2 separate regions of the Rattus norvegicus genome follow, and region 2 is linked to region 1. A link is a contact called in public Hi-C data. All regions are on one chromosome and are shown on one strand. Each heading gives the region's core, a stretch centred on a gene start, on an enhancer-like site or on the middle of the called end of the contact. The rest is flanking DNA. Distances are from core to core; before and after follow the strand shown.

Evidence for each region. Hi-C and Micro-C count contacts between places; a contact is called where the count stands out from the background.
Region 2: a contact with region 1 is called in a Hi-C map of frontal cortex, with 4 times the contacts expected there. The contact joins two enhancer-like sites. A contact is called at or near these places in 9 of 12 Hi-C or Micro-C datasets (the A7r5 cell line, the Rat2 cell line, Schwann cells and 5 more) and 1 of 1 datasets of contacts at active chromatin or transcription factors (oligodendrocytes).

Annotation. Positions count from the first base shown.
Region 1 is chr7:92,413,380-92,416,792 of GRCr8, forward strand. All of the region lies in intron 4 of Mtss1 (MTSS I-BAR domain containing 1), which reads right to left. Among named protein-coding and RNA genes, the nearest start is that of Ndufb9, 45 kb to the left of the region's middle. Within about 2 kb of position 1,517, at least 33 of the 93 cell types and tissues checked have an H3K27ac peak or open chromatin away from gene starts, as enhancers often do.
Region 2 is chr7:92,634,187-92,637,599 of GRCr8, forward strand. It overlaps LOC134479915 (a long non-coding RNA gene), which reads right to left. Exons shown (of 3, transcript XR_010053813.1): 1 at 3,084-3,413; 2 at 512-674. Among named protein-coding and RNA genes, the nearest start is that of Mtss1, 120 kb to the left of the region's middle. Within about 2 kb of position 1,840, at least 8 of the 93 cell types and tissues checked have an H3K27ac peak or open chromatin away from gene starts, as enhancers often do.

The DNA.
Region 1 (3,413 bases), core at 267-2,766:
TAGAGCACCTAAGTACTTTTCACATATTAAATCAGTCAATCCTCACAGTATCCTCCCCTGTGCTGACAGTGCTGCTGTGCTCGTCTCATAGACAGGAGAAGCACTTTAAGCAACCTGCCCAAGGTTACAGACTTAGTAAATGCCACGCAGGCAGGCTAAATCTCCCAGGCTTGTGTATTCAGCCATAGTCCGCTACATGACACTTCATACAGACAAAGATAGCAGAGGACTCCCATGTGCCCACCAACATGGGTAGTGACGTTTTATCCAGCCAGCCCGCAGTTTGGCTCCATCGTCTACAAGTATACTGGGTGCTGGATGACTGGACTGTCCCCGCAAAGCCAGTGCAGAGAGCTAGGTGATGTGACACTTCCATGTCCTCAAGGCAGAGTTAGGGCTGGAGGGGATCCCGCTGAAGGGCAGTCCCTGCACTCCACTCTTCTGTCCTGATATTTCAGTGCCTTCCTGATCTCTTCCATGGGTTTATTTTACTCCCGGGCCTTCCAGGAGCAGCCAAGCTATGGGTCGGCCCCACCCGCTTCTGAACATCACGCCTGTGCCCACCACTGTGCCTCACCACAGAGCGGACAGGAAATGAAGGGACATAAAGAAAACTTCCTGCCAGCAGTGTCTGTGGGCGGGCACAGGAGCAGGAGGCAGGTGACCTTCCCTGTGGACCCTATCACCCAGTGTTGTCGATCCTGGCATTTATGGGTCACCCTAAAAATAGATCTATCTGTTTAAGTGCTTAGCAACAGCTGACGCTTTCCTGACCTCTGCTAAGACTTTATTGAAAAAAAAAAAATCTCGGCAGGTTTGAATTGGAGGAAACTGGCTGGGGGGGGGGGGGGGGGCGCTACAGTGATGGAGGAGACATCTGGAAGAGGTCCAATCTGACAACGCAAGGATTATGGAATCACAAATGGCTGGTTTAGGCGAGGGTGGACAAGACCTTACTTCTTGAATGAGAGAATATTTATTATTTGGAGGCTGGACCAACAATCCGTTTGGTTTTTCCTTTATTCCCTAGGGATATGTGTGTGCACAAGAGGCTTACATTAAGTATCTTCTTCCTCAATTTGTTCTCTGTGTTATTTTTTTAATTAATTTTTGAGATAAGGTCTCTCACTGAACCAGGAGGCTGGTCAGTGAGCCCCAGGGCTTCTTGTCCTCAGAGGGGATTACAGGCATGTGCTACCACACCCACAGTGGACCAAGGCACACTCGCTCACACACACACACACACACACACACACACACACACACACACACACACACACACACACACACAGAGCAGCCCTAGGACGAAGGCACCCTCACTGCACCTCACCTGGGCTTGCTAATCAGCCACACAGCAGCTAAACTGAACAGCCAAGACCCAAACCCTGCTTTGTTCGGCTGATATCAGAAGACTTCTTCCGGCTATGACAAGCGGCAAACATCCCCAACTGAGGACAAAGAGGAGCATTTAGCGTGACAGACAGAATACAAATTGTTTATGACTACTTCTCAGAGGGAGGGAAGGAAACTCGGAGGGCAAAGGCCACCGAGCCACTGTTCCTCCAAACAGTGGCCCACGTGGCTGAGGCCACTAGAAAGGTGGTGTGGATCAAGTGGCATTGTTACATCCCTCCAAGCTGCCTCATTTGCAGGCGCCTCCATCTCCCAGCACAGCAGGGGCGGTGGGGCAGGAGGCCTGGGCCTGCCGTGTGGGCAGGTGGCAGGCGAAGACTCAAAGCTGGTTCTGCAGTGGGGCTGGGAAGAGCTGAGGAATAGAATTAGGAACTGCTCTAGCCAAAGTGTGAGGGTACAGTAAGCTACTGTGTGTTGTGGCTGCCCTGCCAGAGGCTCGTGCTGTTAGGAGGCTAATTAGGAGCCCGCTAGACAGGAGAATACAGCCTCTGGAACCTCCCAGAAGCAAGACTCAGTACAGGGCAGTTCCACAGGGCACAATCTCTGGACTGGATTATTGTTTACAGTTCACAGCAGTGTTCCACCCATCTTATCTTCTAAGACATCACCTTTTGTAGCCTAGGCTAGACTCAAGCTTGGTAAGTAATCGAGGGTGATCTTGAACTCCTAATCCCTCTACATCCACTTCCCAAGTATTGGGATTACAGGCATGTGTGAATGCATCAGTCTGGGACCCACACTCAGGGCCTTCATGTGTACTAAACATCCTGGTTCTAGAGGTCATTTTTATGCTCTACGCATTAGGGGATGTTTCACAGCACCCCGGGTCTCTCCATGAGATGATAGGCGTACTTGTCTGCCTCCCCCATGACAGCCGGAAGTGTCCCCCCCACAATCTGTCATCACAAAGTCATGAAAGCCAGTAGGCCAGCAGCACCGCTAGCTGCAAAAGAACCGAAGTGAGAGGTAGAGGTAACCTGCCTTCTGCAATGAAGCAAGAGACCCACCCACTTAGCATCAAAGAAACAGGGACTGGAAAGCACATGACCGACATCTCTGCTGCTTATGTGCAGGACAAAATATCAGGGCAGGCCAGAAAATTGTGAAAGACACACAGGAGTCCCCAGTGGGCAGCATCTAAGTCAGAAGAGACTCACTTTCATGAAGTTGGAAAACATCTATTATAGAGCCCAAAACCTTGGAGGGGATGGGGGGAAGCCGGTTCCAGCCACTCCAAGTCAGGGTTATCATCTGGACACAGCTAGCAAGAAACAGGCAGCCCCAAGTATCCCCTCTGAGGATCTTGGCACTAGACCAAAACAGGGGCTGCGGAAGCCCAGCTGGAGCCCAATGGGGACCTGCACTGCATGCTCAGAGAGGTAGGTCACCCATCGCACAGGTGGACTTGCTCCCTTGACAATAAACTTAAAAAGATCTAAGGAATAGCTACCACCACCACCCACCCCAAACACATCAAACCCCAAATACATGCAGAGGTGTGAGGCCATCTGCAACACACCTCACCAGAAATATTTTCCCAAATCTATTTCATCCAAACCAAAATGTACCTGTTGAGGTAAACAATGTCCTCTGGCCACTGACCTCCAGGGGTTTGGCGATTTCTTAGAAGTGCCCCCCTATCCTTGCTAAGACCTCGAGGGATCTACAAGCCCCATGGCCACAGGATTTCAGCAGCACCCTTCACAATGCTTGATCCTCAGTCTCCACACGACTTCCTGCCATCTTCTAAGCTAGGCTAGAGGCTAAATACAGAAGGATGAGGGGCATCGGTGAGGTACTGACTTGTTTCAACTCAAATGCTGACAGTTGTAATCTTAACACACACACACACACACACACACACACACACACACACAGAGCAGTATGCTGACTATTGCTGTTTTAATGTTATTCAGACTCTCACACCCTAACATCAGCTATAATTTCCAATTTGTGTTTCTTGCAAAATATGTTGAGCAATGTAAATTTGTACAACGTTC
Region 2 (3,413 bases), core at 590-3,089, 220 kb after region 1:
AGACATGTTCTACAGCCCACTCAGCAGCCAATTCTACTCCCACAGGGCGGGTGTTTTATTCCCGTTTTGTTCCAGCTCACACTGCAGAATTAGATTCTCTAATAAGCCTGAGAAACTCCATAGGAGTTCAAACGAGTAATGAAAACCATCTGATACCCGTATCCTAAAGTCACCTCCCCCTCCCCCTCCCCCTCCCGTCCCTCTTCCTCTCCCCCCTCCTCGGCTTAGAATTTTCCCTCCTTCCTTCAAAGATTTCTTTATTTTATGAGTTCACTGTAGCTATCTTCATGCACACCAGAAGAGGGCATCAGATTCTATTACAGATGGTTATGAGCCACCATGTGGTTGGTGGGAATTGAACTCAGGACTTCTGGTAGAGCACTCAGTGCTCTTAAACACTGAGCCATCTCTCCACCTCCCACCCCCTTCCTTCAATTTCCCCAGAGGGCAGTGACCACTAACCCGAAGAGCCTGTGCTTGTCTGGCACTGAACAGTTAGTTACACACTTACGGCTGAACAGGCCTGGAAGGGGACTCCACTCCACAACGCAGAGTTGAACTGCTTTTCTCGGGTCTTCTGAAGGGATGTTCAAGTCTCTCAGAACATGCTGGTGTCAGCAGAAATGAATGGCTCTCCCCCTGGAGGGTGCGGGTGCTGTGTCTGTTCTAGAAACCTGAAAGGAAGAAAAGTTCTCACTGGCGGCTCCACAGACAGGTGAAGAGGAGAGAGACCCAAAGGAGCGAAAAGTGGGGAGAGACTCGTTGATGAGGTAAATATAGGTGTAAAAGGAGAGAATACAGAGGAAAGGCCCAACTAGCAAAGAACTGCGCAGGTCACACCTCCATCAATAGTTTCACTGTTTTCTTTTTCCTTTTTAACAGTTTATAAACGTTTTCACACATGGGCTCTCATTTGTGGCTCACAAATACCCAATGAAGGAGGCAAGAAGACAGACCCTTTCCCCTCCTGCCTGGGAGACAGATGACTCCAGGATCTCTCCGCAGATCCAGCAGTTACTGATGGCAGGAACCTGGCTTCAGCTCGTGCATGTGTCCTCTGAGGGTTAAGCCCCGATGAACATTGTCTCTTAATTTTTTATAGCTCTTCAAAACGAACATAACTTTTTTCTTCTAAAAACAATTTTGATATGATTTAGCTACCATCAAACTTGCCTTTTTAATCACTTTCAGATGCCTGTGGCATTAAAGCCGTTCTCACTGTTGGTGACCACCTTTATAACATTTACACGGTTCCCCCTTTGTCCTTCCAAACTAGACCTCCATAGCCAGGTGATAACTCCCACAGCCCTACTCACTCCTCACAGCCACCATCCTGCTCTCTGTCTCAGTGAGGTTGACTGCTCTAGGGACCTTACATAGATGGGCTTAGTAATGTCTGTCGTGTGTGTGTGTGTGTGTGTGTGTGTGTGTGTGTGTTTGTGTGTGTGTGTGTGTGAGTGAATATCTGGTGAATATCTGGTTTCACTCAGTGTGATGTTCTCAAAGTCTGTCCTCCTTTCACTTTGGTTTTAGCCATGGAGTCGTTCCTTGAATGGTGCATCTGCTTTTGTGTCGGGTGTGATGAACTGTCCCACATTAACAACAGGAGGGAGGGAGTTTCAGACTGTAGCCCTTGGCTCCGTTGATTCTAGATTTGGAAAATGGCAGAATGCAATGTTGGCAGAAGCTAGCACATGGCAATCAGGAGGACACGGGGGCGTGGGGCGTGGATAAGGATAGAGGTAGAGATAGATATTAATCTGGGACGAGATGTAGCCCCCAAACTCAGCTCTTAATGACTTATTTCTCCCAGCCAGGCACCTCCCAGAACCTTCGAAAACAGTGCCACCAGCTGGTGACTGACTTTCAGCACACTGTCCTTGTTAGGGAACATGTATCTGAACCGTAACAAAGTGTGTAAAGGACACTTTGTCCCTCTGTGCCTCTGCAAATGGCCACCGGGGAACTTCGTCTTTGCGCTCTTGTAACCAATGCTGTCATAAGCACACGTGTAAATATGTCCTTAGTTACAGGAAATCTCTAAGCTTTTGAAAGGTAGAATTTTTTCATGTTCATCAAATAAGTGGGAGGATCAGTTCTTATGGCTTCAAAGATGACCTCTTAACTGCTCACTGTGCCATCCTGCTCCTAAAATGTCATGGATCAACCTAATCGTAAAAATATTTAGGTTGGGAACTTAGCTCTGCCATTCACTGACTGACTATCCCATCCAACAAGTCACTTACCCTCCCTGAACTGCTAGCAGTGGTGAGAGTATGTGCAGCAGTGACTATATATATTTGGTTGTGAGCCTAGCCTTTAACGGCTGAGCCATCTCTCCAGCCCAGCAGTGACTATAATCATAATGACTGGCACCCAGCAGGTGTGGGTCCAGCAATGTGGGTGTCATGCGAGCTTCAGTTGTCATGATACAAGTGGCAGGAAGTACAAAGGAAAGATAACTCAAAAACCCAGGCTCTCTGAGCCTTGGCTAGAACCGACCAGGTAGACAACAGGACCCCTGGGGAAATGCTGTTCTGAGTCGTGAGTTGTGCCTGCCACCTTTGTTGTTGTACCACTGTCTGGGACAGGACAGATGTCACACTTCTTTCACAGTCAGGGCCGAGGCTGTCCCAGGCACATAAATGTAAACTACAGCAAGGTATGAATGAAAGGGTACTGTCTGGGGATCGGGAGAAGGGGATCTGTCCAGGGCAGTCACTAAACACGTCTTTCCCCCCTCTTCTGGCTCTCCATTTTCCTCAGTCATAAATTTAATGTTTAAAGATGATTGCCAAGGTTTTTGTGTTCTGGAAACATCTAGGCTATGACCTTCATGCGGGTAGGAAAAGGGTGGGTGCTGAAGCCAGCTTGGGATCAAGTCTGAGACAGTTGGCTACGCTTTGGGTAACCTTGACCCAGAGGCACTTAGCACCCCAGCCTTAGATTTTCTCATTCCTGAAAATGGAAGGCGATAACAGAGCCCGTGTCATGGGACATGTGAGGATTTGTCAGGGTGATGTGTCTGGCAGAATGAAGTGCTCTGTATATATAGCACAGTGTTTATCAGAACAAGCGCTTACCAGGACAGGCTGCCTTTGTTTACACAGTGCCAAGGATCACACCCAGGGTTGTGCACATCCTCAACAGTGTTTATGACCAAGCTACGACCAGTGGCACATCTGTTTCTTGGCTTCCCGATGAAAGACAAAGACAAGCAGGGACTATAGAAGGAGAAAATGTTTTTTTATTTTCTGCCATCAACAATGAATCTTGGATTTCCATTATGAGGGTCAGAGCCATTACAACTGAAAGGGTTCCATCGGACGAGATAAGTCGAATATGCTTGGCACATAGTAGGTCAACGAAAGGATATATGTGTAGGTATGGTTCTAATTTTTAAAATTCTGAAA